Regions from separate parts of the Mus musculus genome. Here all the other regions are linked to region 1. Evidence: chromatin contacts called from public HiCAR-type and HiChIP or PLAC-seq data. All regions are on one chromosome and are shown on one strand. The core of a region is the stretch at or near the end of the contact, and the rest is flanking DNA. Distances in the headings are between cores, read along the strand shown.

What was found. HiCAR-type assays count read pairs that join an accessible place to other places. HiChIP or PLAC-seq counts read pairs in DNA pulled down with a chosen protein or histone mark.
Region 2: a contact with region 1 is called in a HiCAR-type map of embryonic stem cells, with 2.6 times the contacts expected there. The contact joins the enhancer-like site here to the promoter of Pprc1 in region 1. A contact is called at or near these places in 1 of 39 promoter capture datasets (embryonic stem cells), 1 of 15 datasets of contacts at CTCF or cohesin (the NIH/3T3 cell line), 1 of 484 Hi-C or Micro-C datasets (B cells), 5 of 115 datasets of contacts at active chromatin or transcription factors (astrocytes, bone marrow-derived macrophages, embryonic stem cells and 2 more) and 2 of 9 other capture datasets (macrophages and pancreatic islet).
Region 3: an H3K27ac HiChIP or PLAC-seq map of extraembryonic endoderm stem cells shows a contact between it and region 1. The contact joins the promoter of Oga here to the promoter of Pprc1 in region 1. A contact is called at or near these places in 13 of 39 promoter capture datasets (the C10 cell line, the HPC-7 cell line, the SN4741 cell line and 9 more), 1 of 15 datasets of contacts at CTCF or cohesin (large pre-B cells), 4 of 484 Hi-C or Micro-C datasets (CD8 T cells, bone marrow-derived macrophages and embryonic stem cells), 27 of 115 datasets of contacts at active chromatin or transcription factors (the 230-238 cell line, the HPC-7 cell line, bone marrow-derived macrophages and 17 more) and 5 of 9 other capture datasets (adipose tissue, embryonic stem cells, liver and 2 more).
Region 4: an HNF4G HiChIP or PLAC-seq map of pancreatic cancer cells shows a contact between it and region 1. The contact joins the promoter of 2310034G01Rik here to the promoter of Pprc1 in region 1. A contact is called at or near these places in 9 of 39 promoter capture datasets (the C10 cell line, the HPC-7 cell line, cranial neural crest and 4 more), 2 of 15 datasets of contacts at CTCF or cohesin (CD8 T cells and the NIH/3T3 cell line), 4 of 484 Hi-C or Micro-C datasets (B cells, bone marrow-derived macrophages, embryonic stem cells and 1 more), 16 of 115 datasets of contacts at active chromatin or transcription factors (the 230-238 cell line, CD8 T cells, the HPC-7 cell line and 7 more) and 4 of 9 other capture datasets (adipose tissue, embryonic stem cells, liver and 1 more).
Region 5: a contact with region 1 is called in an H3K4me3 HiChIP or PLAC-seq map of pro-B cells, with 3 times the contacts expected there. The contact joins the enhancer-like site here to the promoter of Pprc1 in region 1. A contact is called at or near these places in 1 of 15 datasets of contacts at CTCF or cohesin (the NIH/3T3 cell line), 1 of 484 Hi-C or Micro-C datasets (B cells), 6 of 115 datasets of contacts at active chromatin or transcription factors (the HPC-7 cell line, bone marrow-derived macrophages, extraembryonic endoderm stem cells and 3 more) and 1 of 9 other capture datasets (pancreatic islet).

Annotation. Positions count from the first base shown.
Region 1 is chr19:46,053,517-46,058,064 of GRCm38.p6, forward strand. Pprc1 (peroxisome proliferative activated receptor, gamma, coactivator-related 1) reads left to right here and starts at 3,023. Exons shown (of 14, transcript NM_001081214.1): 1 at 3,023-3,227. The coding sequence starts at 3,075.
Region 2 is chr19:46,467,828-46,472,627 of GRCm38.p6, forward strand. All of the region lies in intron 8 of Sufu (SUFU negative regulator of hedgehog signaling), which reads left to right. Among named protein-coding and RNA genes, the nearest start is that of Trim8, 31 kb to the right of the region's middle. Within about 2 kb of position 3,219, at least 147 of the 459 cell types and tissues checked have an H3K27ac peak or open chromatin away from gene starts, as enhancers often do. A contact at or near this core is called in astrocytes, embryonic stem cells and pancreatic islet, where this site is marked.
Region 3 is chr19:45,781,915-45,786,338 of GRCm38.p6, forward strand. Oga (O-GlcNAcase) reads right to left here and starts at 1,639. Exons shown (of 16, transcript NM_023799.4): 1 at 1,018-1,639. The coding sequence starts at 1,216.
Region 4 is chr19:46,346,348-46,351,432 of GRCm38.p6, forward strand. It overlaps 2310034G01Rik (RIKEN cDNA 2310034G01 gene), which reads right to left and starts at 2,641. Exons shown (of 1, transcript NR_040418.1): 1 at 1,854-2,641.
Region 5 is chr19:46,449,694-46,454,530 of GRCm38.p6, forward strand. Sufu (SUFU negative regulator of hedgehog signaling) reads left to right here. Exons shown (of 12, transcript NM_001025391.2): 4 at 136-278; 5 at 886-971; 6 at 1,198-1,270; 7 at 3,469-3,622. Among named protein-coding and RNA genes, the nearest start is that of Trim8, 50 kb to the right of the region's middle. Within about 2 kb of position 2,893, at least 134 of the 459 cell types and tissues checked have an H3K27ac peak or open chromatin away from gene starts, as enhancers often do. A contact at or near this core is called in B cells, the HPC-7 cell line, bone marrow-derived macrophages and 1 more, where this site is marked.

The sequences.
Region 1 (4,548 bases), core at 1,773-4,272:
AAGACAGGAGGATCAAGAGTCCAAAGCCAACTTAGGCATCTAATGGATGTGTACAATGATGTTTTTAATAACTTAGCATATTAAAGTGAAGATTAAGAAATAATGGAAACATTTAAATAATTATATGTTCCTGTAATGGAACCGGTTTTCTCAGGAAACATTTACCCAGTGACTTCATTAACACATTGCTACATGAAAAAAAGCAAACTATAGGGGACTTTTGGTATAGCATTGGAAATGTAATTGAGGAAAATATGTAATAAAAAAAAAGCAAACTGTGACATCATTACATACAGAATGAATGATGCCATCTTTTAAATTAATCTGGAGTCGACCTGTCTGGCTCGTTCTCTGTAATTCCAGCATTCAGTAGGCTGAGTCAGGACTGTTACACGTCTAAGGCGAGGCTTAGCAGAGACACTATCTCAAAGAACCTCCCTTCCCCCCAATACAGTGGCTAGTATGTGTTGCTATTCTTTTTATTGTTGAGACAGGGTTCACATAGGCTTGGTTAATTTTAGATTTTCTATATGGTGGAGACTTTTCTTGAACTCTTTTTGTTTGTTTGTTTGTTTGTTTGTTTTTGTTTTTCAAGACAGGGCTTCTCTGTGTAGCCCTGGCTGTCCTGGAACTCACTTTGTAGACCAGGCTGGCCTCAAACTCAGAAATCTGCCTGCCTCTGCCTCCGGAGGGCTGGGATTAAAGGTGTGAGCCACCACTGCCCGGCTGGTCTTGAACTCTTACATTTTTTTTCTTTCTTTCACGTTATTTATTGCTTTTGTGTGCATGATTTGTTTGTGAGTGTGTGTCTGTGAGTGTGAGAGAGAGAGACAGAGAGAGACAGACAGAGAGACAGAGAGAGAGAGAGAGAGAGAACAGTCAATTTGAAGAAGTCAGTTCTTTTCTTTCTTTTTACCTTGTAGGTTGCAGAGAAAGAATTCAGGCCCTTGGGTTCTTCTATGGGTTAAGCTATCTGATGGGCTCATGGTCTTGAATATACTCACAATCCTCTTGCCACCTCCACCCCCATGCAGTGTTCCAGTCATGTGCCACCAGACCTAGCTTGCTATGTATTTTGATATGTGTGTGCTTTTTATTTGTTTGGAGGCCAGAAGTAGATGTTGAATCTCTTTTAGTAGTTCTACCTTACTATTTTTTTTGTAGGTATAAATGTTTTACCTTTATGAAGTGCTTGTGAAGGACTGAAGAGGGTGGCAGATGCCCTGAAACTGGAGCTAGGGATGGTTGGGTGCAGCTAGTGTTCTCAACTGCTGAGCCATCTCTCCAGCCCCCAGTTTTGGACTATTTCAAATAATTTGGGTTCTTTTTTTTTTTTTTTCCAGGGCTGGAGATATGGCTCAGCAGTTAAGAGCTCTGACTGCTCTTCCAGAGGTTTTGAGTTCAACTCCCAGCAACCACATAGTGGCTCACAACCATCTGTAATGGGATCCAATGCCCTCTTCTGGTGTGTCTGAAGACAGTGGCAGTATATTCACATACATAAAATAAATAAATCTTAAAAAAATTTTTTTTGACCTATAGGTTTATTGACTTTGTGTTTATGGGTTTGCAAGGGTGGGTGCACACGTGTGGATGCCCAAAGGCATCTTTAGAGAGTCAGTTTTCAACCCTTGCACCACATCTTTTTTTTTTTTTATAAGATTTATTATTTATTTGTTATATGTAAGTACACTGTAGCTGTCTTCAGACACCTCGGAAGAGGGCATCAGATATTATAGATGGTTGTGAGCCACCATGTGTTTCCTGGGATTTGAACTCAGGACCTTTGGAAGAGCAGTCAGTGTTCTTAACTGCTGAGCCATCTCTCCAGCCCCGCACCACATCTTCTAATGGACTTTGGGAATGTAATTCAGGCTTGGTGGCAAAGTTCCTTTAGCTGCTGAGCTATCTCATTGGCAATCAAATGTATCAAATATATGTGTATGCCATGCATACGTAAATAACCCTCCCCCCACCCCCAAAGAAAATCTGATCTAAAGATCACCTGGAGCTGGAGTTATTGGTGTTCGTGAGCTACCTGACAAGGGATGCTAGATACTCTGAGAGAACAAGTAATCGCAATTACTGAGCATTCTCTCTAACCCCCTCCAATAATCTAAGGTTTCGTAATAATAAGTGTTGCTTTAAAAAACTGAAAATATGACGAATGAATGAACATTAGAAATAGGAATGAAGTGTAAAAATACAGAAAAGGATCGTGGTTGGCTGGGATAATCAGAAAAGCTTTCCTACATTAAATATGACTTGAAGGCTATTTTGAGGTTAGAAGTTCCATGCAGAGAAACAAAGGGAAGGAGAACACTTTTTGTTTGGTTGTTTGGCTTGGTTTGTTTTTCAAGACAGGGTTTCTCTGTGTAGCTCTGGCTGTCCTGGAACTCTCTCTGCAGACCAGGCTGTCCTGGAACTCAGAGATCTGCCGCCTCTGCCTCCCAAGTGCTGGGATTAAAGGAGTGCGCCGCCACTGTTCGGTGAAGAACACTTGAAGGATGGCAAGGAATTCTGGAGTAAAGAAGTTTGATAGAGAGAAACCAACCTAGTTTTCTGAGTAACTGTAGCGAAAGAATGGAAGATGCGGTATTTTTATAGAAACATTTGCACTAGTGCTGCAGTATGAGATTAGCTGAGGGTTAGTGTCTAGACTGGGAGTATCCACTTGGGGGTGCTGCTTGAAAACAGCGGTCGACTTGAAGTAAGGTGGAAGGAAAGTACAGGAGGAAGAACATCAAACAAAGAGGTCTAACATCTGGGCAATTTAACAAAAAATAAAGTGATATTTTCCTTACTACTGCGTACTCAGCAGCTTGGTCAAAAGTGAGCCCTACAATACGCATACAGCACTACCCGCTAATCTTCCTTCATAGACTACAATTCCCAGAAATCCTCGAGGGAGGTCAGGGCCTTTATCTTTTTCCAGGTTGCAAAGTGGTTCGCTGCATGGTCTTCTGGGATTCGTAGTCTTGCAGTGTCCTTCGGGAGATGTAGTTCCTTTCCCACAATCGGCTGGGCGAGGCGGCGCCGGCGATCAGAGCAGCGCTGGGTGTTCAGGGGCCAAGATGGCGGCGCGCCGGGGACGGAGAGACCGAGTCGCGCCGCCTCCGACTGGGGGCCCGGGTCCTGACCCTGGCGGTGGAGTGCGTGGCGGCAGTTGGGCGAGTCGAAGCCAAGCGCCGTATGGGACCGGGGGCTCCGTGAGCGCCGCGGAGCAGGTGAGAGGGTGGCCGGCGGCCCGCGGCTGGCAGCAAAGCGGCGTGTGCCGGGCGGTGACACGTGGACGCCACAGGAAAGGGAGGAAGCACTTGCGTGCCGATGCTGCGGGAGTTGGGTAGGGCTGAAAAGACCGAAGTTGTCTGCGGAGGGTATGGCAGCAGAGCCAGGGACCCTGCGGCGATTCCTGGGCACGCCAGAGGGACAGTGTCGGGCGTCAGAAAGGTGGCCCTAGATGGGGCGTCAGGGACTCGGGATTGGAGTTGAAGGCTAAGACTTCTTCCTAAGGATGCCGGAGGAGCTTCACCAGCTTGGCGCCGTAGTTCCTTTTTCGGAGCACGTGGGGTGTGGGGGGGACGATTTCCCGGGAGAACTTGTCTGCCTCCCCCTCCCCCTAGGCGGCGCGGGCGCCCACGTGGGTAGGGCTCGCCGGCGGGGGCGGGGGGAGCTCGGGGCGCGGGTCCACGTGGGGGCGGGGAAGGGATGTCCACGTGGCTCCTGTCCCAGGCTGTCGGGCATCTAGTATCCGCGCCGGAGTTGCACTGCCGGGAACTGGGTGTGTCTCAGCCGCTCCCGCCATCTCTAAAGCCTGTGCTGGGACCTCTGGTCTGGAGGGAGGTAGGGACTGCTGGAGGCAACTTTGCTCAGAGCCTTAGGAGTTTTTTCTCTCTCGCCTGCGTCTACAACGCCTTCTGTCGGTAGATGGTGGACTTTCCAGATGTTCTCAAAGTCGGCTTCCTAGAAATGTCAGGGTGTGAGGCGAGGATTAGAGGATTTGAGACTAAAGGGCTGTGGAGAAAGGAGTTCGTGGAGGCTTCTGTCTGACCGTCTTGGAGTGAGTTGTGTGTCATAGACATTGGCGGTTTGGTTGCCTGCAGTCCTTCATATGTGTGGTTCAAGGGTCATGGGAGTGTCAACTAACCTGTGACTAGTTTAATTTTTCCCCTCATTTTGTTTCTAGCATCTTTTTTGGGGAGGAGATAGTTAAGGCGTGCTTGGGTGAATTCTCAGCTACAGCTTCGGGAATTGTGTCTGTGTGAGGCTTTTTGGAGTTTTTCATGGAGATAGGAAAAAGTGAGAGGTGGTTTGAGAACTATTGAATATATGTAGTTGAACATTTAATGGGTCAGGAAAAATGTTTTGTGCTGGGCTTCCGAAAATGCTCAAATCAGGTTTGCAGTGAAGTGAGCAGGAATTAGTTGTCTTTTTGACAGCAACCCCATACGAGGTTTGATTGCAGGCTTCCCAGTAATACTAGGTCCAGCAAAACAGCCTAGGGGGGAATGACTTTTGGGGCATGCTCTGGGATCAACCATCCTTTTT
Region 2 (4,800 bases), core at 1,969-4,468, 410 kb after region 1:
GTCCTAGGACAGCCAGAGCTACAGAGAGAAACTCTGTCCTGAAAGATCAAGTGGGGGTGGGGTGGGGGTGCAATAATAAATACAGCTGAAATTCAAGGACTGGATCTTGAAAGCAAGTGTGACTGGCATAAAGGACTTGGCTTGGAGTGGGAAGACCTAGGGCTTACTGTTTGGACAGAGTTGGCTGAGCAGTGACAGGAAGCACCATGTACTGTAACTGTATTCTGTATCCATCGAAAACCAAACGATGTCAACCTAGGAAGACCCACACCACACGGGGCAGAAGCCCTGCTTCACATCACTGTGGCCCCAGAACACTGGAAGAATTAGCAGAATAAAGTCATGATGGTCTCGGGGTAAAGGAGGTGAGTGCCAGCAGACTGGAGGCGTGTAGAAGTCCAGGCTGGTAAGAGCAACTTGCATTTTCTGGACCAGTAAGCTTGTTGTCCTCTCAGGAAAACTCTGGACTGGATTATTCAGCAAGGAAATTTGAATGCTATTGGAAAAACAACCCCAAGAGACGGAGTCAGGCTTCTAAGCTTACCTGTCTGGTGAGATGAGAGGCCTGCTGTGGCCTTGCCTAGGTAGCATCCAGCAGACTTCGTGGGTATGCTCTGGACGTTGTTACAAGAAAATGGAGCTGTCCAGAGAGTGTACAGTAGGGTGGTGGGAAAGGTGGATTCATTTATAATTGGTTGGATGAGCATACCTAAAAAGCAGTGTTGTGAGTCTGTCTGCCCAGCCCAGGTCTGTTCTCAGTTTAATCAATGACTGGACTGAAAATATGATAGGAAGTTGATGGTTTATGTCGATGATGTGAAGTCTGGAAGGAATTCGGAGATGATGGATACCAGTGAGGTTCAGAATCGACCACACTACCTACAGCTCTAGCCAGATAACAGAGAAGTCTGTTCTTACTGTCACATAATCCACACTGGACACTGGACAGGACAGGAGAGGGTAGCTTGTGGGAGAAAACCTGAGTAAGATTTCACTTGGCAGAGTGCTGTATGAGCTGGTAGTAAGATGAGGTTACAAAGAAAGACAATTTGATGACAATTTTAATAGAAATAAACTGCCTCAGACAAGAGTGGTCACAGCCTCTGAGATCCGCACGGCTTAGAGGACATACTGTGTTTATTTCCACACATGCCACTCACTTCTGGGCACGACACTCTAACTTTGACGAGTTCAAATGAATCCAGGGGAGGGTGGCTTGAACGGATGGAGGATTTCAGAACCTTGTCAAGAATGTAGTTGAAAGTTGGGGCCACGTAGCCAAGAAAAAGATGCAAAAGCAGCCTTAGGGATGCCAGAGGCTGCCAGGGAGAGATTGGTTCACCCACCGAGCTGCTTAAAAGGCCACTGGATGGAGATATACAGGGAGGCAGAGGACAGGGTGATTTGGCCACTCTCTCCCTCAGGGAAGCAAAAGCCTTGAGGGGTTTTCTTTGCCTTTAATCTGGTCTTCCCAGCATTTAATCCTGGTCTACCTTTTAAAACCTTCGCTCAGCAGGGAATTGACCTGGCCAGAGGCAGCTGAATCCTGGGTCCAGGATAAGTGCAGACAAGGTCCTTTCAGAGCTGTCACCAGTCTTTCAGGCGGGTCCAAGAAGCCCTGCAGCTGCCCATGCACTGTAAGATGCCTCATCAGACACTTCTTGTTTTAAATATGATGCTAACCCTACAATTACTTATTTCTATCTAGGGATATTGCAGCTCAAAGAAATGGTTAAGCCCGATAAAGCAAGTGATGGATACTACACACCTGGAATCCAGAACTCCAAAAACTGAGTCAGGAGGAGAGCTAGCTGTATGTGTTCAAGACCAGCCTGGGAGTACAAGGAGTAGGATGCTGGCATGCAACAGATAATAGCACTTGCCACAGAGCCTGATGCCTGAGTTTAACCCCTGGGCTCCACATGGTAGGAGAGTGATAGGTTGTTTCTGCCGCTGGTGAAGTAAGCCAGTTCAAGCCAGATTAGAGTAGATTAGATTAGATTAGATTAGATTAAAGGCAGGTTTATTGGGAAGCTGCTCTTGGGCAAGTTCGATGGCCCCAAAGATTGAGGCCAGGGGATTCGCATGGGGAGAGAGGAGGATAGAGGGAAGAGAAAGAGAAAGGGTGCATTCACAGAGAGATGAGAAGGAGAAGAGAGAGCCCAAAATATCTGGATTCTAAAGGGAAGAGTCTCTGGGGGAAGGTTCAGGGTTGGGAGCAGGCTTTGCCAGGTAGGGACTGAGGGATGCTGGGAGAACCTGAAGGCCAGGTCTGCTTTAGTAAGTAAAACTTGGTCCCTTGTCTGAAGTCTGAAACCATACGGAGAGAAGGAACCCCTATGCATTGCCCCCTGACCTCTGCACACTGGCATATCTGTGCACATGTGCATACACATAGTAGATAAATAAATAACATAAAATTAAAAAGAAGAAACGACCAGCCTGGGCTACATGGCAAAGCTTTGTCTCAAAAAAAAAAAAAAAAAAAAGAGAGAGAGAGAGAGAGAGAAAAAGGTCATTTGCCAAGGTCACCTAGAATGTGAGCCTGCGATGTGCCTCCTAGAGCACACTCGTGATCCCATGGGACCTAGGTCCCCTAGGCCTTCCCAGCCCCCAGCCCCAGGAGCTCTGCCTTCCTTCACTATGGAGAAAGCCCAGCTGAAAAACGAGGCCATGCTGCCTAGCACACTACTTATTTTTTTATGACTAAGATTAAGCTGACAACCATGCAAACCTGTGTCGGCTGCAGATTTAATACCTCGCCCGGCCCACACAAATAATTCATGCTTCTGCATCGATGTCCAGAAAAAACAAATCAGCAAAAAGCCGGGCCCCAGCGTGTGTGAAGCAGCCGCCTTTCCATTGAAGCTGCATGCCGGAAATACCCAGGCTCCAGGAGTGCAGAGCTAGCATTTTGAGATTTTTTTTTTCTTAAAAGATTAAAGTATGTTTTCTCAAATGATTGAAGGTTGGTGGGAGGTGTAAATGTGGGCACTTGTCACATTAATTCCTCAGATGATTAAGCTCTTTGCCGCTTCTTTAGAGCTGTTTGCAGTTGGGTTTGATGTCCTCGTTCTGGGTGAGTGTGTTGTGGCAGTTACCAAGGTGACTTTAGCTGACTTTCAACAATTTATTTTTCCCTCCAGCTTGAGACTCTCAAGCCCTGTGTGCTATGTGAGTCTTCTCTGGCAGCCCCCACCCTACCTCCAGAGGCTATTCATCAGCGTTTCTGCCTGGCCCACTGAGGCTGGAATTCTCCAGAAGGTCCCACCCGCAGCGGGCCAGGCCTCAGCCCCAGTGAGCAGCCTGGCTGCATAGAATAGGAGAAGGTGTTATCAGATAAGAGTTACATCCTGGCACTCAGTGGGGTTCAGGGTGGGGCTCAGTGGTAAAATATTTGCCTAGCCGACACAAAGCTCTGAGTTTCAATCCCATTATCCCCCAAAATAAAACCACGGCTGTAATTTGGGTTATCTGTGCTCACTTTATTTATAAAAGGGCTAAATGAGTGTCCTTGCTTGCTGTGAGGACCCATAGAGCAAACCTGTGCATTTAACAGAAAGCCTGACACAGAGGAAGCAAACATGGTTGCTGTTTCCTGTGTTCTGCTCTTACTTGAGCCCCAGGCTACCCCATGTCTGAACCCATCAGTAGTGCCCGGATGAAAATGTGGGGTTGCCCTCCTTGGAAGGCAGCCAGAGAAGGTGGTCAGAAGGCCACGGTTCCCAAGCTGGCCTGCCATGCTCATGCTTGTTGTTTGGCCTTGGATATGTTTTCCTTTTGAAAAGGAAAGAGGTAAATTAAGCAGGTTGAGTTTCTTTCCGATCTTGAAATGCTGTGACCCTCTTGGCCAGTGTTTGTCTCCTTCACCATTCTTGTGAGACAAGGGAAAAGCAGTTCCCAAGGCAGCTTTGGGAGCCACAGGAAGGGCTGCCTTGGCGACCGGGGAGTCATCTGGGGGTGGGTCCTGGGAGGAGCAGAGCAGCAGAGCCGAGCTGCCCAGCACCTGGGGTGAGGGGCAGTCGGGCTGAGCCACTGCCTTGCTGTCAGTGCGGCCCTCAGACTTGCCAGGGAGGGGATCTGCCTGTCAAGTGTATCATTGGCTCTGAGCCCCTGTGCTCACCCTTTGTAAGTTGAGACCTGCTCCTGGGTGGCTGTCCAGCTCAGACATCCTGAGTAGCTCTGGCCTGCTGCTCGAATGATTTAAAAACAAGTGCTCCGAGCCTGGTATTTTGCTGAACACTTGAAGAACTGTTCTGGGTTGCCCAGCCCAGGCCAGAGTCCTACCTTTTGAATGGAATCCATGGATGACAGTCTTTTCCTGCTGGGCTAGATTGGGGAAGTCAGGATAGCTAAATTTGAAACACACAACACTTAGAATGACAAGAGCCCCAGGAGCCCAGCTTTGGGTGGGGGGCTTAGCTGGAGGGGACCTGAGGGACAGTGACAGCTTAGTGTGGCCAAGGCCACTGTCAGAAGGGACCTAATTCAGGGCTTATACATGCACAACACCATATATACACACGTGTACACACCACACCACATACACACATTGTTAGCATTTCCTCTAAGTTCCGTCCCGCAGTTACCTGACAGCAGCTAGGTGTGCCTGACTCACTATAAAAGGGGCTGCTTGTTCCTTCCTCACTCACTCTCTTGCTGTCTTCTTCTCTGTCCCTTCTCTCTCTATTCCTCTATTCCCTCCCCCCTTCTCCACATGCTCATGGCCAGCCTCTCCTCCCCCTCTGTCTCCTCCTCCTCTTCCTCTTCTTCCTCTTCCTCCTCCTTCTTTTTCTCTCC
Region 3 (4,424 bases), core at 389-2,888, 270 kb before region 1:
GGGAATTGAACTCAGGACCTCCGGAAGAGCTCTTAATCGCTGAGCCATCTCTTCAGTCCTGAGTACTAGTTTTTATATTCCCCAGTAATAATAATAATAATAATAGAGAAAGAAACTAGAAAACGTTGAGTTTGCCACTAAAAACAAAACAAAAATCAAACAAACAAAAAAATCCATAAGAAAACTCAAATTACGGAGTGCTTAGGGAAGAACTAAGCTTTCCTGAGCTCGGTATCCACCCATTCTATTTCAGAAATTGTAATTAAGATCTTCCGGCATCTTCCCTTACTATCAAAACGCCCTCGTCCTTTTCAACTGTAAATGAGAAGACAGAAATTAAGACTTTCACTGAATTCTAACTCCACATAACAGATGCTCTGAGATATGATATACTGGTATTTACACACACTCCCAAGTCAAAAAAACAGCAATTGTTAAAGGATGATACTTTTCTGGGCTACAAGTGAGTCTTAAGAGGTGAAGGAGGCTTACAGGCTAACAAAAATAAATAAATAAAAATAAAAACAAAACAATTTCCTAAGCCTGAAGGAATCTGTAATATAATAAGCTGACTGCGCTCCTTCACGGGTAAAAACGTGCCTGTGAGGGCTGATTTTTTTTCCCCTTACAAGGATAGGGGCGGGGGATGGGAGCGCTGCACAAATTTCAACTGAAAGCAGGCATCTCTGCGGACTAAGATCCCAAGGTACAAAGAAGTGAAGCCCACAGCCGGACCACAGGCTCCTTCCTTGCCACCGCCTCCTCCTCCGACAAATCTGTGTGGCTCTAAGCCAGAGGAGGGTGGGGTCAGGCTCCTCCATAGCCCGGAGTCGCCGAAGCCGTGACATAGCGGAGGGTAAAGAAGTGTGCCCACCGTCTGTCTCCTCCCCGTAACCCCGTGTGAGCAATGACGGACGCCTCCCGTCCTGGGGGCGGGGAACTGCGGGAAAAGTCACCAGCACGCCCCTCCCGGGGACGGAGGCTGAACACCTACGCGGGACTGGAAGGCCAACTCACCTTCCACGACACCGCACAGGAACCTGCGGGCCCCTCCGGCCGCCCCGACCACGGCCGCAGCCCCGGCTCCCGATGGGTTATCTTCTCCGGGGGCGGGAGCTACCGACTGCTCCAACGAAGCCCCCGAGGCGGCGGCAGGGTTGGCGTTGCGCTCGCTCTCCCGCTCCTCCAGCGCCGCCTGGCTCTCCTTCTGCACCATCCTCCTGCCGCCGGCCACCGCTCCCCTTCGGCCTCGGTCCGTTGGGCCAAAGGCCCGGAGCCCTGCAAAGGGGCCGCGGCTCCGAACGCGCGCCTCCGGGGCTCCTTCCCCTCCCCCTCCGCCCTTCCCCCTTCCTCTCGGCGGGGGCCCGGAGTGCCCGGATGAGAAGGGCGGCGGCACCGGCTCGAGCCCTTTGTCAGCCGCTGCCTCGCCCCGCGCTGGGAGCCGGGAGCCTAAGCGGAGGGCGAGGCAGCCGCCGCGTCTCCACGGAAGGAGGACCGAGGAGGCGCCTTCGCTCGTCCTCCACGCCCGCCGCCCTCCGGACAGCCCGGCGTCTCCGGCTCTCTTCCCCCACCGGAGTCCCTAAGCAGCTCCTGCCGCTGCCTCTGCCGCCCGCTTCCTGTTTATCCGCACTGCGCCTGCGCTACAGACCGGCTCAGACCGGTCCCCAGCCCGGCTCCCCCGCCTTTCCTTGGGATAAGCCCATTGCGCTTTATTTGCTAGGGGAGAAAAAGGACAAAGGGCGCCGTGAACACCGCGGAGGTGTGCGGCGGTGGGACGTACCATTTTGGCTCGCCACCCTCCGGGATGAGCGCCACACTCTGGGTCGGACCATTACCCCACCCGGAGGAGGGGAACATGGGAGAATGCGGCCGGCCGGGGAGTTTGGGAGGAAGGGGGGGGGGGGGGGCGGAAAGGAGGTGTTTACCCTCTCAATGCGCAGGCGCCGGGACGATACTTCTAGTTCTTAAAGTGGTAGGAGACACTGACCTACTTTGGAGATTGTTGTACCAGTTTGGCTCATCGGGGCTGCCTGACCCACGTCTGCTTCTGTGAAGACACCATGCCAAGGAGCTCAGCTCACGCCTCTGTCCTGACTCATTGTTTCTTCTATCCTGTCTTCGGAGTTAACCGTGTTTTAAATTGAGCAGTCAACTGTTTTATTGAGTTTGCCTCATCCTGGGCTGTTGGGACCATTATGACCTCATAATATGGTTAAAACCTGCTGTTACGTCTCTGCCTGATTGAGCCCTACGTTTGTTTTGGGAGAGGCTGTGGTATGAAATTCACCAGACTACGTATGGAGAAGAAAGACTGCATTCCAAGCACAGGGAAAACAAACGTCTAATAAAAGTAGAAGAGAGTGGAAGGCGAGTTTGTTATGGCGATGGAGAGTGTGCGGTGTGCGTAAGGGACATGACCCTTTTAGCCTTAGCATCAGCATTTCCAAGGAAACCCTGCCTCTAAGGGCTTGCCTCCTGTACTCTAAGGGCTTGCCTCAGAGTACACTTGACATTTTGGTTCCTTAAGGGATCTGCCAGCCAGGCGATGGTGGCGCACCTTTAATCCCAGCGCTTGGGAGGCAGAGGCAGGCGGATTTCTGAGTTCCAGGCCAGCCTGGTCTACAAAGTGAGTTCCAGGATAGCCAGGGCTATACAGAGAAACCCTGTCTCAAAAAGACTAAAAAAAAAAAAAAAAAAAAAAAATCTGCCCTGTTTGGGAACAAACCTCTCATGTTCAATGTTAAGAAAGTAGTCAAACTATTGCATATGCCAGAAAGATTTTGCTGAAGGAACCCTGTTATAGCTGTCTCTTGTATGAGGCTATGCCAGTGCCTGGCAAATACAGAAGTGGATGCTTACAGTCTATAAAATGGAACACAGGGCCCCCAATGGAGAAGCTAGAGAAAGCACCCAAGGAGCTGAAGGGGTCTGCAACCCTATAGGTGGAACAACAATATGAACTAACCAGTACCCCCAGAGCGCGTGTCTCTAGCTGCATATGTAGCAGAAGATGGCCTAGTCGGCCATCACTGGGAATAGAGGCCCCTTGGTATTGCAAACTTTATATGCCCCAGTACAGGGGAATGCCAGGGCCAAAAAGCAGGAGTGGGTGTGTAGGGGAGCAGGGCAGAGGGAGGGTATAGGGAACTTTCGGGATAGCATTTGAAATGTATATAAAGAAAATATCTAACAAATAAAAAAAAAGAAAGAAAGTTAAAAAATAAAAAGTAGTCTTTTTTTTTTTTAATACTTCGTCGCAGTAGCCCACCTTGTAGCTCCAGGGACGTTGCAGGGGTGCACATTACAGGCGAGAACTTCCTTGCCAGGTTTATGCAGTGTTGGGTATCCAACCCAGGGCCTTGTACGTGTTATACAAACACTCCAGGGATTTGGTGGCCTTATTTATTTTGTGTGGGTTCACAGGCCGTAGCCCATTTGGACATGGCCCAGAGGACAACTTGAGGAAGTCAGTTGTCTTCCCTTTGTGGATCCTGGAGATCAAACTCAGGTTGTCAGGCTCAAGCTGTGGGAGCCCCTTTATTGCCAGCCCCATCCAAGACTTTTTTGTTTTAATGTGTGGGGGGGGGGGCAGCAGAAGAGGCAGTGGCCAGCCACTGAAGGTGTTTGTTGGGAACAGAACTCAGGTCCTTTGGAAGAGAGCAGTACCTTCTCTCTTCCCTTCCAGCCTTCCATGCAGGTGCCCTGACCAGTTCTTTCCGTAGTTAGAGGGAACACTGAGTAATTTCATACTCTTTGCTCCTCCCCTCTCTGCCTCGGCCTTCATGGTGCTTGCTGTATAGGGATGCCCCGCCTATGTCCAGCTTGTTTCCTTCTGTTCTGTTTGTTTCTTCCATTGCCCTTTTTGAGACAGTTTCTCACTAAGGAGCTCTGGGGTAGTGTGAAATCATCCCTGCCAGCCACCATTGCCAGCTGAAGAACATTTATTTTCCCTTCAGTGTGGAAACCAAACCCAAGGCCTCGTATGTGCTAGGTAAGCACTCTACTCCTTTAGCTACATCCCAAACCTGAAAGGTGGGAATTTTTGTTTGTTGTTTTTGAGACAGGCTTTCTCTGTGGAGTCCTTGCTGGCCTGGAACTCAGAGAACCACCTACTTCTGCCTCCCAAGTACCTCTGGTTCTTGGTGGCAGCATCTAATGCCCTCTTCTAGCCTTCCTGGGCACTTGCACACAGCAGTGCACAGACGTGTGTAACGTGTTGGGGGACGGTCTGGTGCTGCTTTGTATTCAAAAATACAACTGCTCAACTCCTTCATGCCTTCAAAACCAGTACCACCTGGGTGACCCTTACACATTACCAAGTCCAGCCACAGCACAATGTACAACTTTGGCTATATCTGGAACACAGCCACTGTGCTCTCAGAAAACACTTCCCAGAAAATGTCACCTCAATGATGCTGGTCTCT
Region 4 (5,085 bases), core at 1,391-3,890, 290 kb after region 1:
CCAGAGAGTTTTTGTTTTTGTTTTTACATTTTACTTCTTTCGTTTATTTAATGTGTGTACATGAGTCCCGATAGGACCTGAATTCCAACCTCAACACCCACATAAAAAGCTGGGCACAATGATACATGGTTGTGACCACTGGATGTGGGAAGAGGAAGAGGAAGAGGAAGAGGAAGGAGATGGTTCCCTCTGGTGCTAGCCTGTCAGCAAGCCCCAGGTCCCTAGCAGAAACCTTGTGTCAAAAGCCAAGGTGGGCTGAGGAGTGGGCCCTGTAACTGATGGTTCATAGCACATAATAGTGCTCTTCCATAGGTGACTCACAACCTAGTCTAACTCCAGAGGGGATCTAACAACACCTCTGTCTCCTTAGGCATCCTCAGACACCTACAATCTACACTCACGTGCACACACAATCCACAGACACACAAACATATCATTAAAAATAAAAACATTAATTATTTTTGTTTGTTTGTTTATTTCTCCAGGCAGGGTTTCTCTGCCCTGAAACTTGCTCTGTAGACCAGGCTAGCCTGGAACTCACAGAGATCTGCTGTCTTTGCCTCCTGAGTGCTGGGATTAAAGACGTGTGTCATTACCATTTAACATAAAATTAAATCTTAATAAGGTCAATGCTGGTGGTGTGTACCTGTGCACAAAGGAACATGCACACACATGCAGAGAGTGGTGAGATGAAGGGGGGTATATTAACTAATTAAATCAACACTTAAGCATTACAAAATATTACAAAATGTAAAATCGTACACACACACACACACACACACACACACACACACAGGGTCTGGCTCTGTATCCTCCCTCCTAACTCTGATTCCCAAGTCCTAGGGTTAAGGGATGCTCTACTAAGCCCATCAACAACACTACATTGAAATACTGAAAATTTCAGCTGTATTTATGGAAAAAAAAAAAAAAAAGACTAGTCAGATGTGATACCCATGTATGACCCCTGTAGGCTTGAGAGGGCAAACCTACTCCATCTTGGGACTGGCCTCCATCTTAAAGAAAAAAAAAAAAAAAGCCTGAGAACTTGACCTACAGCAGAACCCAAGCTACTCCCAAGTACCAGGAAGGACCCCACAGCTTGTCCTTAGCCCATACCCCAGAGTTACCGCTCCCTAGCTACTTCTTAGCAACAGTTAACCAAAGATTAATATGATTATTTCAAATGTACTTTCAGACCTTTGGTCTTGTTTCAGAACACCCACCTGTCAGCTTACAATAGACATTCAGTTAGATATTGCCAGGTTTGGGACACTCTCACCTACTCCCATTTCCTATAAAACCTTGTCCTGCTGAGGGTTCCAGGCTGCTCTGCCTTCTCTTCCTGTCCTGCTGTAAGGGTTGGGTTGGGGGAGAACCCAAGCCCAAGCTTGTAATAAAGAGATAAGAGCCCCAAGTGCTATTACATCAGAAACGGCTCCTAGGTGGTCTTTGGGAGTTCGTGAATGCTTTCTGGCACAACAGGCTCGGGCAGGAGTATTGCAACCAGTTTGAGGTCAGTCAGTAAAATAGCAAGACCTTTATCTGAAAATTAATTAATTAAAGATTTAACATAAACTGGGAATAAAGGCTAAGCATGGTGGTGCACACCTTTAATCCCAGCACTTGGGAGGCAGAGGCAGGCAGATTTCTGAGTTCGAGGCCAGCCAGGTCCACACAGTGAGTTCCAGGACAGTTAGGGCTACACAGAGAAACCCTGTCTCGAAAAAACCAAAAAAAAAAAAAAAAAAAAAAAAAAAAAAAGACAGCCTGGTCTAGAGAGTTAGTTCCAGGACAGCCAGGGGTAGAGAGAGAAACCCTGTCTGGAAAAAACAAAAGAACGAAAACGAATGACATTCCTTTGAACACCTAACTTTATGTGTTTTACAGATGTGATAGCTAAGGGGTTCAGAAAGGCTAAGGACGACACACGGCTAGAAAAATGTCAGAACTAGCTCTAAACCTAGCTTACAGGAGACATTTCCCACACTCCAGAACTATCATAGGCCTTCAGATGACGTTTGGATAGTAAGTCCAGGCAGGCGATTCTAGAAGATTGTCCACTGCATACTGTAGAGCTGCTGCTTAAGAGCAGGCCCAGGGGTCAGGCTACATACAGAGTAAAGACTTTAATCACACAGATGGCAAAATGCCCGCTTCTTTATCTTGTATTGGATGCTGGACGTCGCTCATTTATTTACTTCCGTTTCCAAGCTGGGAATTGCTTGGCTCCCTCAGCTTTGTAAAGAGGGGAGTTGTGGTGCAAGGGAGAGAAAAAGGCGAGTGGGACCCACACGGAGGGCTAAGAAGGGAGAGAGATGCTGCTTTCGCTTCAAGACCCTCTGGACCGAACACCTTTCTCTCCCAGCACGGTTCAGCAATAACTCCAGGGAAATCAAAAGCAGGGACGGCGAGCGGGGATCGACAGACTCGCAGGCGCGCTGAGATGCTCATCTTGGTCCTTGCTTTTTCTTGAGGCGGCCACGCTGCACCGCCTCCGGAGCGGCCGGGCTGTCCCCGCTGTCCCCATCGTCGCCACTGGCTGGCTTGCGCATTACGTGCCGGGCCACCTTGTATTCGGGCTCGCCCACACGCGGCACAGCCCGCACCAAGAACTGGCCGCCGCGCTTGGTGACGCGCACGTCGGTGCGTGGGTAGGTGCCGTAGACGCGCCGCAAGTCGCGGCGCACGGCGTCCGGCAGCGGTAGGGGCGGACCCCGCATGCGCTCCACGCGGCCCCAGCGCAGTTGCAGCTGCAGGCTGCTGCCCTCCGGCCACGCAGCGTCGCGCCCGGGCTGGGATGGCGCGGACACGGCGGAGGCGGGGAACGACGAGCCGGGGGCCGCGGCATCCGGCGGTGGGAAGGCCCACCAGGGCAGCGTGGAAGAGGCCAGGGCCGCGCCTGCACCATGGAAGCAGTGGAGTTCTCGCGGGGCCGTGCTCAGGCCCACCGGCCGGCTGCAGAAGTTGTGGGTCTGGATAGGTGGCAGCAGCAGAGGGGCGGGCAGGTAGGTGTAGGTGAGAGTCTGCAGCCGAGGCCAGACGCCCTCCCTGGGCGGCAGGCAGACGTAAGAATACATGACCTAGAACTCAGATGGCGGGCATTTTTACTGGGTCCAGACCTGTGATGGATGGGTATGGATATATAATTCATAATAAGCACGTGTCACTGGTCCCCCAGCTCTTGCCTGAGTTTCGTGTGACTGCCTGATGGCTTTGAGAAACCTTTCCTGGGTCAGGGGTTCTGCTCCCCTCCTCCTCATCAGATATTCCCGGGCCGGGGATGTAGGTCTGTCAATACAGAAACAGACATGCACAAACACCTGTGTTCGGTCCCCAGCACCACATAAGCGGGTGTGGTAGATCCTGCCTGTAATCCCATGACTCCTAGAGTAGAGGCAGCAAGACCAGGCCTTCAGGTCATCCTGTTTCAGAACAGCCTGGGCTACAGGAGACCCTAACAATCTGTTCGCATTCCTTTTAGGCTCCGCCCCACAGTTACCTGGCAACAGCCAGGTATGCCTGACTCATTATAAAAGGGACTGCTTGCCCCTCTCCTCACTGTCTTGCTGGCTCTGTGGATCTCTTCCCATTCCCCTCTCCCTCTCCCCATTCCTCCCTCTCCCCATCTCTCCCCCCCCCCGCCTTTATCTCCCTCAACTCCCCTCCCCATGCTCTATATATGGCTGGTACCTCTGGGGGAAGGGATGCCATAGCATGGGCCCACCATACCGCTCCTCTCCCAAACATATCCCTGGCTTCATATATATATGTATGGCACGACACAGTTGCTCTCCAGGCTTCTGAGCCCCCAGCCCTTGTTATCTTTCCCCTTGTAACCATCCATTCACTTGCCTCCTTCAGCCTCATGGGATTGTTCTCCAGTCTTTGGGAGAGGCAGAACCGTCCAGAATAAAGCTTCTTCCCACTGCTTTTCAGTGCTGTTTTCCCCTTCCATGCCCAGCCCGAGCCACACCTCCCTGTTACTAGGCAGAGAGAAACACCTTGAGCTGGCTTGGAGCCACCAGTCTGTCCACAGCTTCAACTGCCTGAGCTCACAGATGGCACTCCCTAGAATACTGAACACTTCCCAACGATTTCTAATCAGGTCCCTGCGGTTACCTACATGGTGACTCTCCAGCCGCCTGCAACTCCACTTTCAGGGGGGGGTCTGATCTCCGAGGGCTCCTACACATATGCAGTGCACAGATTCCTGGAAGCAAACTTAGGGATAAAATGACTATCGAGTCGTTAAAAGAGCATTCTGGGTGACATAAAACCAGTGTAATTACTTCAAACATGAAAGAGGTCCAGAGTCCTACTGATGCCATCCAGGAAACACCACTCACCACTTGGCTTTAGAGATGGAGGGAGTACCGAGAGCAAGGAGTACAGGCAGTGTCTGGAAATCGGAAAGCATGAGGCAATAGATTAAACCACAGAAGCTGCAGAGGGGAACTGAGTCCAGCCAACACCTTCCTGGTTAGCCAGTGGGACCCATTTCAGACTTCCAGTTTCCCACAACTGTTAGGTTTGTCTTACACCCTTGGGCTTTCAGTTTATATACCACCAAAAGGACATAATGTTTGTAACTTTGCCCTCTAACCAGCACCCGAGAAATATCCAGGATTACCCATGAGTTCATCTCACCCCATCAGGACTGGTCATCCTTTCTACCTGTTTGTACTTCCTCAAGGAATCTAGTCTTACCTGGTTGGTGAACAGGCTCACCCCAGACCCAGCTCAAGCCAGAACTGAGAAGGCAAAGAGCCTATGTGTTACATTGGTGCCTTCATGCTTCTCTGGTCTGGGGAGTTTTTAGGTACAATGAAGGATCAAGCTGTGGGGTGGTATTTCTTCATCCCGATTCTAGAAATGCTACACTTTCGTCTTTTCAAAACAGTTAACTTAATTTCATGTGTATGTGTGTGTGCCTGAGTGTATGTCTGTCCACTAGGTGTGTGCAGGAGCCCTCAGAGGTCAGAAAAGGGAGGGGTTCAGTCCCCTAGGACTGCAGTTATAGATGGATGGTTGTAAGCTGTCACATGGGTACTGGGAATTGAACATGGGTCCTCTGGAAGAACAGGC
Region 5 (4,837 bases), core at 1,643-4,142, 400 kb after region 1:
ATTGGGAGTGGGTGCATCCGGCTGCTCTAGGAGGCCTGGGGAGTGAGGAGCCTTCCAACCTGGGCTTTGAGGTCTCAGGGCAGTCTCCAGGCCTGGATCCAAATGCTGAGGGTCCTCCTGTCTGTCTCTCCACAGAGAACACCTTCTGTAGCGGGGACCATGTGTCTTGGCACAGCCCTTTGGATAACAGTGAGTCAAGAATTCAGCACATGCTGCTGACGGAGGACCCACAGATGCAGCCTGTGCGGACACCCTTTGGGGTAGTGACTTTCCTCCAGGTGAGGTGCCATCAGAGGTCTCAGACAGTTTATCCTTGTGGGAAAAGTCCAGAACAGAGGGGAACGTGGAGGGGGAGAATAAAGGGCAGGAGACTCCCCTTGGTCTTCTTTTCCCTGTGGTGGGCTATCTGATTTCACACTGCAGGGCCAGAGGCAGGACAGACTTCCCAGCTGAAAGCCAGCTCCAGGCTTAAGTCCTATTTCCCCAGTGGGCGACTCTCCCCAGCTGCAGCTCATGCTTGCAGTTCTAACGAGGTCAAGGTGAAGAAGGTTAAGCTGGTGTCCTCAAGATTTACACAAAAGTGTCGCTATTGTGGGAACAGCTACCTGACCACCCCTGGCCTTAGGGACGACTTCCCCTGACTTAAGGCATAATCTGCCTGTTGTTTCTTCTGTAGCCAAGAGCTAGGTAGGCTCTGTGCCTGTCTGTGCACTCAGGAACCCCTTAGCTAGGCAAGCACCTCCTAAGGGAGCCATTACATTTTGGGGACACCAGCCTTGAAACAGACCCTACCTATGTGTCCCCTACTTAAGACACCCCTGAAAAAGCACAGATAGTTGGAGGGATGGACATTAAACCACAGTGGCTTCTTATCCTGGGCCACAGATTGTTGGTGTCTGCACTGAGGAGTTACATTCAGCCCAACAGTGGAACGGGCAGGGCATCCTGGAACTACTACGGACAGTGCCCATGTGAGTACATGTCCCCATAAGGTGGAGGCCTGGACCCTGGGTCTTCAGGGTGGCTGTCCTCCCTCCATCCCACCTGTAGAGTTCTTGCTTTGCTGTTTGGGGCACTCAGTTCTCTGTGGTCCCCGACCACTAACATTTCCCTTTATGATCTGGGCCTGGGACAGCAAAGGCTATGTCTGCCGATCAATGCAGGCCCCCAGTTACCACCGTCTCTCCTTGTCCACAGTGCTGGCGGTCCCTGGCTGATAACTGACATGCGGCGGGGAGAAACCATATTTGAGATCGATCCGCACCTGCAAGTATGTCTTGAGTGAGGAAAACCTTGCTAGCACACTCTTCCAAATACCACTGGCTTTCATCCTGACAGAGCGGAGGAGCTCTGTGTGTGAGCCAGTAGGATAAGGCATGGTCTGTCGCCTGAATTCTACAGCTCACATAGGAAAACAGAGATTTCAGCCCAGAAAAGCAAGCCTGACACATATATGTGTGCATTTAAAAAGAATGGACTTTATTATATGTAAGTTACATATCAACTTAAAGTTAGATCACCACCAACAAAGAAAGGTAATCATAAGGAATATTGCTTCTTTCCCTACTCCTCCATTTTACCACATTTTCAGGGAGCTGCCCTCCCCTGTATCAGACAGCAGCACAGGCTATGCTGACCCCACAGCCCATTGCAGGATGCTGATTGGTCTAATGATCCTGTCATTCTTCCTAACTCACTCCCCAGCCCTGCCCAGGTAGGTTGGCACTCTCTGATGTGTGGAAGAGTCGTTAGACCCTGCCAGTCTGCAGCTGACACTACTGTGACTGCTTGGGACAGTGTCAGTGTCACTTTGTGGTTTAGAATAGATGGTTGCTTGGCACACAGCTGCATTCTGGAAGCCCCGGAGCATTGCTGCATTTCTTGCACACCATGCAGGGGTAGAAGCACCAGAGCCCAGCTCCTTCTGCTCACCTCGCAGCAGAGGCAGGCCATGGACATCTCTGAACTTGACATGTTTCTGTAAGGCTCCCATGGGCCTGTAAGGCAGGCCATGGCAGCGACTAGGCACTTCAAATTGTACAGTGGCGTGTAGTTTGCAGACCTATGGGGTCTTTGCTACCAACCTGTGAGTTCTGGGGCACACAGCCTCTTCCTTTACACATGAGGCTCCTCCACTTTCTGGGTACCTTTAACCCTGAAATGGTCTCGATGATGCCAGGGGTATCTCTGCTTCGAACCTGCTTTCTGTGTGGCTTCTGCTTATGTAAGAACCATGGAGGCTTCATCCCCTAAGCCTTGTTCTGCAGCCATGCTGGGACACAGCATGGGGCTCTGTAGGCTCTTGTTTATCTCCTATACTCAGAAAAAAACTTGGTCCCCTGAATTAGTAGAGCAAGCAGACCCTTCCCCTGAGGGTCTCAGGGCAGCTGCTGGCAAGAAAACTCAGGTTCTCCCCAAGCAGCTCCAGCCCCTCTCCTCTGCTCTGCCGGAAACAGCTAGAGCTGTGTCCTGCCTGCTGCCTGCCTGCCTCATCCAGGCAGCAAAAGCAGCAGAAGAGAGAAGAACGGGTGGCTTATGGATAGGAGACCATCTGTGACCAAGGCATAGAACAATGCCCTTGTCTAGGAGCCCTGGAGAGGGACAGACTGGCACAGGGACATGGGGGCTCTGAGGAGTTTTTCACAGGAGGCTTATTTGGCCTGTATGGCTGTTTATGGACAAGGTTGCTAGCGTCTTCCAGATGACCTTTGAGCCAAAGCCCAGCACCACAGAATTAAGTTTTACCAGAAAATCCAGCGATGTTTTGAGTACAACTCTTCCTTGAGGCCATTTGGAGAAAGTTTAGACTGAAGCGTGCCAATGTCTACACAAAGGCAAGGCCTCTGGGGAAGTGTGCACCCGTCACTGCCCTTCAGACCCCGATTGCAGCCTAGGAAATGGAAACGAACCCCATCCAGAGCCCTCTGCCAAAGTTAGCTGGCATAGAGGCACAGGGAGCACTTCTGCTCTGGGGCGATGGCCCCCTCTAGCTGTTATAATGAAGAACTGCAGGTATGGGTTCCCAAGTCAGGGCGGGCTTCTACCCTAACTCCTGTAGGGGGTGAGGTGGGGTATGTATGATCATTGTTGGAGGATCAGGAAGAGGGGAAGCCTTCCACCTTTCCTTAGAGAAATAGGTCTTGTCTCCTCCATCAGCTCTGAGGGCCACAGCTGTCGGGGCTGAAAGATGCACAAAGGCCTTTGTGCTGGATGTTGGTGGGAAGGAAGTGTCCAAGGCTCATTCCTGCTGCCTCCCCTAACCCTGTTCCCAGAGGAGTCCAGGGGCTGGCAGGGGCCGTTATGCTTGTAACAGAACAAGGTCAATGAGACCCTGATCTCATAGCAGCTGTCCATGCTCAGCACCTACAAGGGCTAATACTGGAAGTGGAGTGGCTGGGCCAGGGTCAGTAACCTTGGGGCACATGAGTTCACTGAAGGCACTCTGACTCTTTGGTTCTTTTCAAGCAGGAGAGAGTTGACAAAGGCATTGAGACAGACGGTTCTAACCTGAGCGGCGTCAGTGCCAAGTGTGCCTGGGATGACCTCAGCCGGCCTCCGGAGGATGAAGAGGATAGCCGGAGCATCTGCCTCGGCACACAGCCTCGGAGGCTGTCTGGCAAAGGTTGAGACCTTCCCTTGCCTTGCTCCCTTCCTTCCAGGTTCCCCAGGACAAGTCTCTAACTAAATAGCAGCCCACTCTGATTATTTTCTGACAAATGAATTTTTCCAATGTGGGTGAACTATATATGAGCATTATTGGCCTGTTTGTAGCTATTTCCTGTGTGCATTTCAAACACACTAGTATACTCTGTGTGTACACTCTGCCCCTTGGAATCTGACCTCATGTATGTGAGTATGAACCATGGAATAGTTAACAGAAAATGTACACAGTCCACCCAAAGACACTACAGCGTATGTTCACCACCACAGAACTGACACAGACCCCAGCTCTGGCCTGAAGGCCATGCCAAGCCTGAGAACCTCTCTCCTTGAACCTTCCTGGGCTTTTAATGAGAGGGAGCGAGTGTGAAGCCCGACACTGGCCTCCTCTGCAGTCCCAGAGTCTGTGGCAAGTTAGCTCCCTCTGCCTCTGCCTTCTGGGTAAGCTCTCGGAGGAGGAGGAGGATGTGGCGTCCTGTTGGATGCTCCCATGCTGCTCTTGGCTCCAGAAGGACTTGTGGGGTTTTTTTTGTTTTGTTTAGTTTTGTTTTGCTAAGGCTGTCCCTGGCTAATGCCAAAGGAAAAGTGGCCATTTATATACATGTATGTTTAAGGCTTTCTGTCTCCTTCCTTTCTCAGTTCTTCTTTTTCATTTATCAAAGAATAAAATGCCTTTGGCCTTGAATAAAATACCTGACTTGGTTTACTTTGGAGACAGGGTCTCATGTAGCCTAGGCTGACCTCTAACTTTCTGTGAAGCTAAGGATGACCTTGAATTCCTGAGCTGCCTCCTCCTCCTCCTCCGCAACTTCAACTTCTAGTGCAAACATCTGAGCCCTTTTCTTTTCCTGTGTCAGGGGCTCACGTCCAGTTGCTTCTGACAGAGGAATGCCGTAGAGAGGCTGGCAGTCATGTCTATAGCTGCAGTCATCGCTGCTCTTTTACTTCTTGTTTACCTCGCAGACAGGCTCTCTTGCTCTCTGCAGCGTAAGCTGGCTTCTCATTTCCTGCCTCACACGCTCATGTGCTGGGATTACACACATGTACCACCATGCCCAGCATTGTTTGTTTTTTAATTATTGTAAAATGATTCACTGTACAGTACCAAGTCACACCGCAAAGTTGCTGGTCGTGCCTTCTCCACTAGTACTGCCGGCCCATCCATCTCTCCTTTTCT